Regions from separate parts of the Gossypium hirsutum genome. Here regions 1 and 2 are each linked to region 3. Evidence: chromatin contacts called from public Hi-C data. All regions are on one chromosome and are shown on one strand. The core of a region is the stretch at or near the end of the contact, and the rest is flanking DNA. Distances in the headings are between cores, read along the strand shown. Region 1 has its middle 18 kb from the start of LOC121222830. Region 2 holds the start of LOC107896649 (60S ribosomal protein L19-2). Region 3 has its middle 22 kb from the start of LOC121222220.

What was found. A called contact is a pair of places that touch in the nucleus more often than the background predicts.
Region 1: a contact with region 3 is called in a Hi-C map of leaf, with 2.0 times the contacts expected there. The contact joins two enhancer-like sites. A contact is called at or near these places in 5 of 34 Hi-C or Micro-C datasets (anther, hypocotyl, leaf and 2 more).
Region 2: a contact with region 3 is called in a Hi-C map of leaf, with 3 times the contacts expected there. The contact joins the promoter of LOC107896649 here to the enhancer-like site in region 3. A contact is called at or near these places in 6 of 34 Hi-C or Micro-C datasets (callus, hypocotyl and leaf).

Annotation. Positions count from the first base shown.
Region 1 is chrD10:50,888,431-50,891,862 of Gossypium_hirsutum_v2.1, forward strand. No RefSeq gene overlaps it. Among protein-coding and RNA genes, the nearest start is that of LOC121222830, 18 kb to the right of the region's middle. Within about 2 kb of position 1,606, at least 2 of the 9 cell types and tissues checked have an H3K27ac peak or open chromatin away from gene starts, as enhancers often do. A contact at or near this core is called in hypocotyl and leaf, where this site is marked.
Region 2 is chrD10:51,183,984-51,187,804 of Gossypium_hirsutum_v2.1, forward strand. It overlaps LOC107896649 (60S ribosomal protein L19-2), which reads left to right and starts at 1,385. Exons shown (of 5, transcript XM_016821869.2): 1 at 1,385-1,659; 2 at 2,088-2,210; 3 at 2,323-2,636; 4 at 3,131-3,177; 5 at 3,381-3,592. The coding sequence starts at 1,548. The coding sequence ends at 3,405.
Region 3 is chrD10:51,028,552-51,032,264 of Gossypium_hirsutum_v2.1, forward strand. No RefSeq gene overlaps it. Among protein-coding and RNA genes, the nearest start is that of LOC121222220, 22 kb to the left of the region's middle. Within about 2 kb of position 1,355, at least 7 of the 9 cell types and tissues checked have an H3K27ac peak or open chromatin away from gene starts, as enhancers often do. A contact at or near this core is called in hypocotyl and leaf, where this site is marked.

The DNA of each region.
Region 1 (3,432 bases), core at 356-2,855, 140 kb before region 3:
CACCATCAAGTTGATAACCTTAAAAAGGTTGGCCGGATTAGATGCCCTTGCCATTATAGAGGAACGCTTTGGCCGAGGGTCGTCGACTTATCATAAGAAGCCAGCCCCATACCAATACTATCAGGAACCATGTGAGCCTTACTTTAGAATCTACCGTCCCCCGGCCAGTACCGAAGCTATGAGTTGCAGGAGGCAGGAGGGCAGCTGAAAACATGGCGGGAAACTGATTAAGGATCATGGCCACATAAGTAAATCTTGTAGTCGGGGTTATATCTATAATTAACTTGGTTACCTTAGCTGCTTCTTTATCTGCTGTTTTTTCAGTATAACAGTAACAGCACTAAAGCTACTGTTAGGCCTTCTCAGCCGAGAGTAGTTACGGACATACATGCGTATGTCTATTTGTGTGTGCTTTGTATGTATGTAAGACCTTGTCGCTTATAGAAGATAATGTTTTGCTTGTAAAAATTTGAGTTTAATTTGAGTTTTATATATATATATATATTATGAGTTGTTCATACACTCTGATTACAACATAATTAAATACACAAGCAAGTTGGACTTATTACAGTTAAAGTTGCTTCAAATTCAATCAAAGTTACTTAATTAACCAAGTGTGAGTAAAATCTCGGAAGATCGACTTTGGGGATGCAACATTAAAATAGTTGTATTAAACTGAAATACTACAATATATAAGGAATAATTGAATTAAATAAGTAATGTATAATTGGATGAATCTAACATGAAATTAAAACGATGGACGTATTAGTGGAATATGAACTTTGGATCTTGACTCCCAAGTATTATACATTGATTGGTTTTCTTATAGACAATAATAAATTATAAATGAATATAACGGCAAAAATACACTTTGCCCAAAAATTTATAACTCTAAATTAGCTCTTGATGTTCTAGATTTTTTTTATTTAAGTCTCATCATATTTGAACCTTATCTAAATTTATTTTAATTTAAGTTTAAATATATTTTAATTATCAATCCATTATTTATAAATTGTAATAATTTGGTCCATATTGCTATTTTTTTTAATTAGAACAACTTTGATATTAATATAATAATATTAATCATGAATATATTTAATTAATATAACTATTGTTTTAATTAGATGAGGTTGGATAAGATACGAACCGAGTCACCGACTTGAACCCAAATCCACCGTGACATAAAATGCGTTTTCACAAAAAGATATCATAGAAAAAGTGGTGCATGTCTTTCTAATTCCTTTGATCTCAATATCCCCCAAAGTAGCTTTATATATATGAACAAAGTATTGAGACATGTTTCTCTAATTGACTGAATTTAATTTTAAAATGATAAAATTTCAATACAATATTTTTATACAATATTTAAAATTATTCATAATTCCTCCTCAATCTTTAAATATAAATATTTTTTAGTGTATTCAGACCTATATCATTCTATAGTAATAACAATATCGATATCCATAGAGTTAAAAGACTCGTTCCACTAACAAACATGGTTTTTATCTACTCTTAGAATTCAAATAATTTGACCCTTCAATTTGTATCACCTTACTTACAATCTTAACAAGCTGTTGTGCAAACTAGGTAGTCTGTGTGTCCTGGACTCTCATCGGGCTGAAAGCAATGGGTTGGATGCTGGCTTGCTACCAATTGTGTTTTGTCAATCAATCTGTTGGACCTCTCGGATTGTAGAATCCTTGGGTTTTGGCTTTTCCTCATGGGTTGGCGTATTTGGGTACAATAAATCTATAAGGTATATTTAATGGTATTCTAACAATTTTTATTTAAATAATTACTTGGATCTTGATAATTAATTAGAATATAAAAATGTATTTGTAAAGGTTTTTTTTATTGTTGATGTTTATTTTATAATTTATGTTGTCCTTTTCAATAATGATGTCTCTTAAGTTTAAAGCTTTTCTATATACCCTTAAAAACATGTAATTCTTGTGTTACTCTTTAAATTTAAATGTATCCGAAGAAGTTAAGTGATTGGCTATTTTGAAGCCTCTAATTATGTTATCTTCGGTTCATCTCCGATGGGTAATAACTTATATCAATCAAATTAAATTAAAAATAATTTATTTAAAAAATATATTAAAATTTTTATTAAATTAAATAACAAATGATTGTATAGATATAAATTGTCTTAAGCCAAATTAAAATATATTCTTAATTTTACCATTATATTATATTGACAAAAAAAACACCTAAGATGTTATAAGTTACTGCAAGCAATTAGCACTATTTTGATTTTGTTAGCTAGGTGGCTTTTTTTTATATAACACTTATTTTAACTAATTATGCTAAAATATTTTTTTTGTTAGAATAGTATTTTATAAAAGTTTCATTTCAAAAATAAATTAAATTAGATAACAATATTAATTTCTTAGATTAATTAATAAAATTAAAAAATATAAATACCAAATTATGTTAAAAATTATAGAGATTGAATTGCAATTATTTTTGGTGAGAAATAAACAAAGAAGAAGATTAAACTAAACTAAGGGAAATCTTCCTTGGAGGAATCTCATACAGTTGTAGACTCTGTTCCATCCCAAAGAGCCATTTTGGCTATGCAATCAGCATAATTGTTATCCTCTCTAGGGACGTGTTGTAAAATCCACTATCTATCCTTTGACAAAAGTTGATGAACTCGTTTGATCAGAGTAGAATTTGATGTCCTCAATGAGAAGTCCTAGATAGCCTTCACAACCTCCACATTATCAGACTGAATTGACACTCTTTCATGATCTTGAATCTAAAGAAGAGTCAACCCATCTAAGATGCCTCATAGCTTAGCTTCAAAGATTTAACATTCCCCCATACATCTATTATAACCTAGAATCCACTCTCCGTTCTAATCGCACAAAACTCCCCCGGTAGCAACAAGTACGGAATTTACCTTAACAGCACCACTAGTATTTAACCGGATCCATCCATTTGACAGTGAGACTGCCGACCTAGCTTCTTGTCTCTTGTGTAGGTTATCTTTAAGTAAAAAAGCATATTGCTTTGCCTAACTATAAGAAATTTTAACTGTCTCACAAGCACTCCATGACGTCCCCTGAAATGTGAAAAGATTCATGTTCTTCCAAATACGCCATGCGATCATTCCAAACAAGCAAGGCCTATCTACATCTCCTAATGACAATCTATGTTGGTTTTGCAAATTACACACAAACCATTCATGTCGGCTACTAAAGTAGAACAATTTGACTTTGTCAACGTGAATGACTTGCGACCAGACATCTTTTGTCACAACACAGTTTCTAATGGCATGTAAAACATCCTCTGAATTATAACCACACAATGCCTATGATCCTACATTCTCGATACCACACTTCACTCGTTCCACATTAGTCATTAAACGTTGTTAGAGGACAAGCCAAATGAAGAGTCTAACTTTTTAGGGTCCCTATAATTTCC
Region 2 (3,821 bases), core at 135-2,634, 160 kb after region 3:
ATGCCTTTCAATTTTTGAAATTACACTTTTACCCCTAAAATTTACAATTTTTACAATTTGGTCCCTACTCAATTAACCCTTCAATTGATCTAATTTTTCTCAATTAACACCTTATCCAACCATTTTAGACTACTATAAAGCCTTTGATATTCATAATTTCAGTACAAAACCCCAATTCCTAACTCTTTCACAATTAGGTCTTAAAAATCATTTTATGCTAAAATCACTTAATAAAATCATAATATAATGAAATTAAAACTTCAAATATATATTAATTCATCATAAAATTCCAGAACTTATTCATAGTAACTTACAAAATCACCCATGGAATCAAAAACTAATGAATTCAATAGTTGAACCTAGTTGTAAAAGTCACAAAACATAAAAATTTCAAAGAAAAAGCAAGAATTGAACTCACATGGCATAAAAATATGAGAAAACAACTTGTTTCAGACCTCCTATGGCGTTTTTCTGATAAATTATGAAGAAATCTCTAGATTTTTCACTTTTATCTTTGTTTTATATATTTAATTTGTAAAATTTCTAATTTTGCCCTTGTTTCTCCTTACTTTCTTGCTGATTTTTCTTGCCCAACCGTCCAGCCCATATAATTTGGGCCTAATTGCCTTTTAAATCCCTCCTTATTAGTCACTTAAGCTATTTAATCACAATTTAACAAATTTTGCACTATTTTCAATTTAGTTCTTTTTAATTAATTGACTATCCAAACGTTAAAATTTTCGTTAGAAAATTTTATACTAACTCAATGACACTCCATAAATATTTATAAAAATATTTATGGCTTGGTTTATGAACTCGAGGTCTCGATACCTCATTTTAGACCCAATTTGCCTATTAAATTCTTTTTAAATCACAAAATTCAATAAATCACAAAATTCACTAATTCAAAAATTCTTCTAAATTCACACTTGACCCATAATTATTAGTTTATTAAATTTTAAGACTCATTGGTCGGATTTAGTGATCTCGAATCACTGTTTTTGACACCACTGGAAATTAGACTGTTACATTGATAATAAGCAAATTCAACATGGGGTGAAATAAAGTTTCATATGAATAGTCTTAGTTTAGTTGACATTGTTATTGATGCAATAATCGGGAAGATGTGAATTTAAATGCGTATAAAATGAGTTTGAGAAAAGATTTAGGATTACACATTGATGTTGATGAAGTGTAAAATTTAGTCATGGCATTTGTAATTGTTAGCAATAGAGGGTCAGTTAATTGGCAGATTATACTTATGTCCTGCTGGGGCTTCAATATCTTAATTATAATTTATTTAAATAAATGAAAATATTTCGGTCAAGTATTGGACACGTGTTATTTTCTGTAATTTATTTATTTTATTTTAGGAAGAAAGCCCGTATCCTTCCTTATCCATCGGAAATAAACTGGGCCAACCCATTTGATTATTTCAAATCCCCAAAACCCTAACAAACTTTTTCACCTTCCTTATAAAAAGCCGCCTCCACCTTTCCCCTCAAAACTCCTCGATTTTTCCATTTCACAGAAGCCGGAAAACAGCAATGGTGTCTTTGAAGCTGCAGAAGCGGCTTGCCGCTAGCGTCCTCAAGTGCGGTCGCGGCAAGGTCTGGCTCGATCCTAATGAAATCAACGAAATCTCCATGGCCAACTCCAGTATGTTTACTTTCGCCCTATTTAATTCATTTTCCACTAATAGAATCCTAATCTCTTAGTCACAATGGTGTAGTAGTTTGTAGATCCTTGCAGTTATTGTTCTTCATAGATTGGTTAGGGTTTGCTAGATTCCTCGGAAAGCTTATAGAAAGAAATGATTGATTTTAGATCTAATTCTACTTATTCTTAGTTACGAGCTTGGTATTACTTTCTTCGGCTATTTATTTACGTCGAATTTCGGAGTTTAGTCCATTTCTGTTCCAATTAGTCTTAAATTGAATTGGTTGCAATTTTGGCGTTTTACCGTGTTCTCTGTCTTGCTGGCAAGCAGCTTCATGATTGTCTATTCCATGTAAATCAAGCTGTTAGCTGTTTTTTCTTCCTGGGTTTCTATTACTTTGTTTATATGATTTGGTCACTGTTTGCAGGGCAGAACGTTAGGAAACTTGTGAAGGATGGGTTCATCATCAGGAAGCCTACTAAGATTCACTCCCGCTCTCGCGCACGTAGGATGAAGGAGGCCAAGAGAAAGGGAAGACACTCTGGATATGGTATGATTAATATGCTATTTAGTAGCCTGTATTTAGCGTTTTGGATTGGTGATTGGTTTTCCTTGTTCCTTGAATTTTACTGTAAGCAAGGCATAATTCTAAAAGCTTTCAGGTAAGAGGAAGGGTACCAGGGAGGCAAGGTTGCCAACAAAGATTCTTTGGATGAGGAGAATGCGGGTACTGAGGCGATTGCTTCGTAAGTACAGGGAGTCCAAGAAGATTGACAAGCACATTTACCATGACATGTATATGAAGGTCAAGGGTAATGTGTTTAAGAACAAGCGTGTCTTGATGGAGAGTATCCACAAATCTAAGGCTGAGAAGGCGAGAGAGAAGACCATTGCTGATCAGTTTGAGGCCAAGCGTGCTAAGAACAAGGCCAGCAGGGAGAGAAAGTTGGCCAGAAGAGAGGAACGCCTTGCACAGGTAACTTAAACATTCTTCTTGATTCATACATTGATTTTGTGATGGGAAAAATAACCTTATGTCCTGAATGTTTGAAGTTTGATGTCGTGTTCATTGTGTTGTTGCTTTCCTGTTTTCCGGCATGGAAATGATCTTGCACCAAACTTTTTTCTTGATGAAAGAATTGGCAAAAACCATCCATATTTGAACTTGGCAGCTTTGACAGGCCAAGCTATATATTGATGTCTCTTACTGCTGCCGATGTTGATGTCACTTAATGCATCACCAAAAACACTGCATGATTTTCGTACCATATCTAGAAGATTGACTAGGCTTTTTTAAATACTGGTCTGGCCGGTTCAACTAGTTTAAGTGTGAACCAATCCGTCTGGTGGTTCAATCACATAAGTTAAACCTGGAAATTTATAGAACGGGCCAGAATCAACTTAGCATGATGATATCTGCTTCTTCTACTTTGTTATTTGTGATTTAATATTGATTTCTTGATGATACAGGGACCTGGTGTGAAGGCAATACCCACAGCGGCACCCCAACAAGCCGAGTAAGATGCATGATGATTTTCTTGCTCTATCTTATGTTATTCGGACTTTTTACTTTCCTTGAAAGTGTACCTTTCAAACACTTATCCACAACAACATAACATGCAGTTATGATCTTTTAAATATATAAAAAAAACCCTCAGAATATTCATAGATTTTATCTGTGTAAACAGGGTCTAAATTTGGATTTTTTTGACATTTGCAGGGGAGTTAAGAAGACGAAGAAGTGAATAAATAAGGAAGATGGCTAGACTTCATATGTTAATGGCTTTTGTTTTCTTTATAGGAGTTTGTTTGCGAAACTCTGGTTCCATTTATGTTGACACATATAACTATAAATTAGGGAATTTTGGAAGCCCGGGTGCTGTTTTATTTAATCAGGATGCTTATGATATTGAGTGTATTATTATTATTCAATTACGATGCATGTGGTATGAATTAGAAAATATAGCTCGTAAAATTTGCTTGTAAAATGTCGTATATACGCGGTTTAAGTCTTGGTGACAGTATTTACATAAGGTTGAATTCATCAAATTCACGTTATTGACTTATCAAATCAAGAATGTATAATGTTGTGGTGGTTAGCATGAATTTACAAAAATAAAATTTGAATATTTTATGAAAATAATCAATTGAATTGAATTAA
Region 3 (3,713 bases), core at 105-2,604:
CATTGAGAAGCTAGAACCGAAGCAAACGTTCGATACTCGCCACCCCAGTCACTCTGAAATTGTTTTATAGGTTTACCAAATTGAGTCTGAACAATTTTCTGAAATTGACCAAAACAACTCACAGCCTGAGATTTCTGTTGAATCAAGTACACCCAAGTAAACTGAGTACACATATCGATAAACGACACATGATACCAATTGCTACCAGAAGCAACAGACGTAGGTCTCTAGAGATCCGAAACAACCAAAGAAAAAGGATCAGTATACTCAGTAGTTGAAACAGAAAACGACAACTTATGAAACTTCCCTTTTTAAAAGCAGTACAAACACCATCACTAGAAACTTTATTCAAATTGATATGACATTTATTTAGAACAGTCTGGACAATAGAAGATGACGGATGCCCAAGACGCTTAAGCCACAACAAAAAAATCTCACTATTATTAGTCTGATCTTGAAGCCTAACTTGAGCAGTAGACGGATGAAAGGTAAAAGGAACAGATGCATCTGATAGAGAGAAATGATATAGCCCATTATGAATATGCCCCATCAGCAATATCTCTTGCGTTATGCAATCCTTAATAATACAATAAGTGGGGTGAAACTCAAAAAATACACCATTATCACTTGCAAATTGTGATACTGACAATAAATTTTTTCGAATAGCTAGAACACACAAAACATTAGATAACAGAAGTAACCTAGAACGCGCAGATAACACACCCTGACCAATTGACAAAATCATAACAGACGTGCCATCACCCACTAAAAGAGAGGACGTACCTGAATATGGAACCGCATCACGCAAAGCAGAAGAATCCCGAAACACATGATTACTGGCACCAGAATCAGGGTACCAAGATGTAGTGCCAACTGGCCCAGGAAAGGTGAGTCTGTGCCATCACCACTAAGCCCACGTTGTACAGAGTTTATATGTGAGCTGGAAATAGAAGGATCAGAATAATCAGAAGCATGAATATCTCCCAGTCTAGGAAGCCCAATACACGGATCCAATGTACGAGCTCGCAGTTTAGTATGCCACGGAACCGCTACACCACCCAACGGTTGACCCTGTGGCCTAAAAGCAGTAAAGGAATCAACCTGCACATTGTTAGAAACAGGGTCATTGTCATTGAGGGAGCAGATTGCCTATTACCATGTGGAGGCCCAAAACCATCATTTAAACCACCATGTGTAGGCCCAAAACCACCATTGAAACCATTATTAACCCTAGAAACATTCGGCCCATGATTGTGACCAAAAGAAGATGGCCCATAAGCTTGAGGCCTAGTCTCATGCGGCACCAAAGGACCAGAAAAAGCATGTGGCCCACACCAATTTGACAGCCCATCATTCGGCCGCCCATTTCAACCATCATTCGACCGCCCATTCCAAGCCCACTGCTGACCATAATCTAAAGTTAAACCATCAGCATCGCAATTTTGACTTCAATTTTTTACTAGCCCCATGCGGAATCTGACCATGAGTAGAAACCCTAGGACGAGTGTTTTATTGTGGAAGCCAACCATGAGGGCCAGAATCATCTGGATTCGACATCGGAAACCTTGCTGGAGAAGCGTCATCGCAATGGTACCGGTAGTAGCAGCGTTGGGTGACGTGACCAAACCTAGAACAGATCTGGCACTAGAGGCGAGTCTGAAAACTCCTACCGCGACCGCTAGAGATAAAACGACCACCACACGTAGAACCATCCATGGCCGTCGTCGAAGAATCTTCCACCAGATTCCCGGCATAAACTACCTCCTGAATCGCTTGTACTTGCCGACTCTCGCACTCGACTAGAGCGTCCACCAGACATTGAAACGGCAGAGGAGTCAGAGATAGCGAGACAGAGGACACCACAGTTTCAAATTCAGCGGAGAGATCCGCAAGCAACACCGTCGTTTGCTCCGTCGCCAGGATGGGGGATCCAGACGCGTCCAAGAAAGCACAGATCCCTTTCAACTTTGCAACGTAATCACGGATCAACAAACTCCCTTTCTTGAGAAAATGCAGTTCATGACGCAAACGCGATTGTTTCAGATCCGTATTGGCCGTAAACATTGCCAACGTTGTCATTCACACATCAGAGGCCGATTTGACATCCAAAAATGAAGATAAAATTGACAAATTTATGGTGGAGAGAAGCCACGACGTGAGTAGATTATCCTGCTGTTGAAATGCTGACACCGCCGGATTAAGAACAAGTGCACCATCCAGCGCTTGTATAAACCTCGACGGAGCAGAGATAGAACTGTCAAGAAAACCAAATAAGTCATAACCATTGACAATAAACTGAACATGTTGCTTCCATTGAAGGAATGTTCCTTCATCGAGTTTTACAACCTCATGCCGAGGAAAAGAATGAACCACACGATCAGCAGCAAAGACAGAGCCATGCGGTTCAGCAGAGTCTGAGGCAGCAGAATTTGTAGTAGCCATGAAAGGGGATCACCGAGCGACTGATACCATGAAGAAATATAGGTAAAATGAAGAATTATAGGTAAACTCCTTGAATCTTGAAATGAACTGAGACTAGCTTGTGTTTACGATTTTAAATCTAGTGTTGAAAATCTGTCTAATACAATGTCCACACAGTTTATATATAGTCATTAGAGTAACTGCTTCCCTTAACAGCTAGCTAGCAACTTAGATCTCCTAACCACCTTTTAACTGACTCATATTATCTTTAACCCAGTAGAAACCCGTAAAACGAATGGGGTTGTTATTCTCCAAGTGAATCAGAGAATCAATATCTTTGCTAGAACAATTTTTTATTTCAACCTTAGTACTCTCTTTCAACATCATAACGAGGCCACCACTTTTCCCAATAGTGTTAACAGACTAACACCCTTCCATCCTGCACTTACTGCGAATAGATGAAAATTTATTAGCATGAATTTTTGTTTCACATAAGAAAATTATCTCAGGGTCGTTTGCAACAAAAAGTTGCTTTAATTCCCGAATTGTCGCAGAGTTTCTGATCCCACGACAATTCCAGCAAAGGATCTTCATTGCTCTTGGCGGGGCTGATCGCCAGCCGCTGCCTTGCATGGTGAAAGATTATCCAGCAGAACCCTTTATCTCTTTCTTTTGCTTTTTAGCCATTCCAGTCCATCACTCATAGATTTATTATTTCTTTTTTCCATTGGAGAATTAGATATTGATTCCTCTTCACATCCTTTCTTTTTTTTTTTTTCTTTCTGTAGGAGTTGCCCACTATCATCCCTTGTGTCTGTTTTGCTCTCCTCTTTTGTCTTCATTCGATAGAATTTTTGTTGCCACAATTTCAACTCCTTTTCGCCAAATGCCAGTCTTGATTCGGAACCACTATATTTATATATTAAGATTTTAAAATTTTAGGAATTTAAAGAATACATATCAATATTTATCTTTGAAATGTGGGTTATGATTACCTGTAATATTATCACAACTTAAAAAAAATAGTTGCTATGATTTTTCAGTAACAATACTAATATATTATAATCGTAATCATCATCGTCTACCACCTTTTATAAATGTTGTGTAATAAATGAATGATAAGCTTGAAATAAGAAAAGTGAAAAAATATTTTTCAAAAATTTAGAATTTTTTTAAGAATTATATATAGGCATTTTTAAATATTTTTTCCGAATTTTTAAAACTTTTTATTATTATATTTTAAAAAAATACTTTATATATTTTTTTAAAAAAATAATGAAGTTTATTTTTTA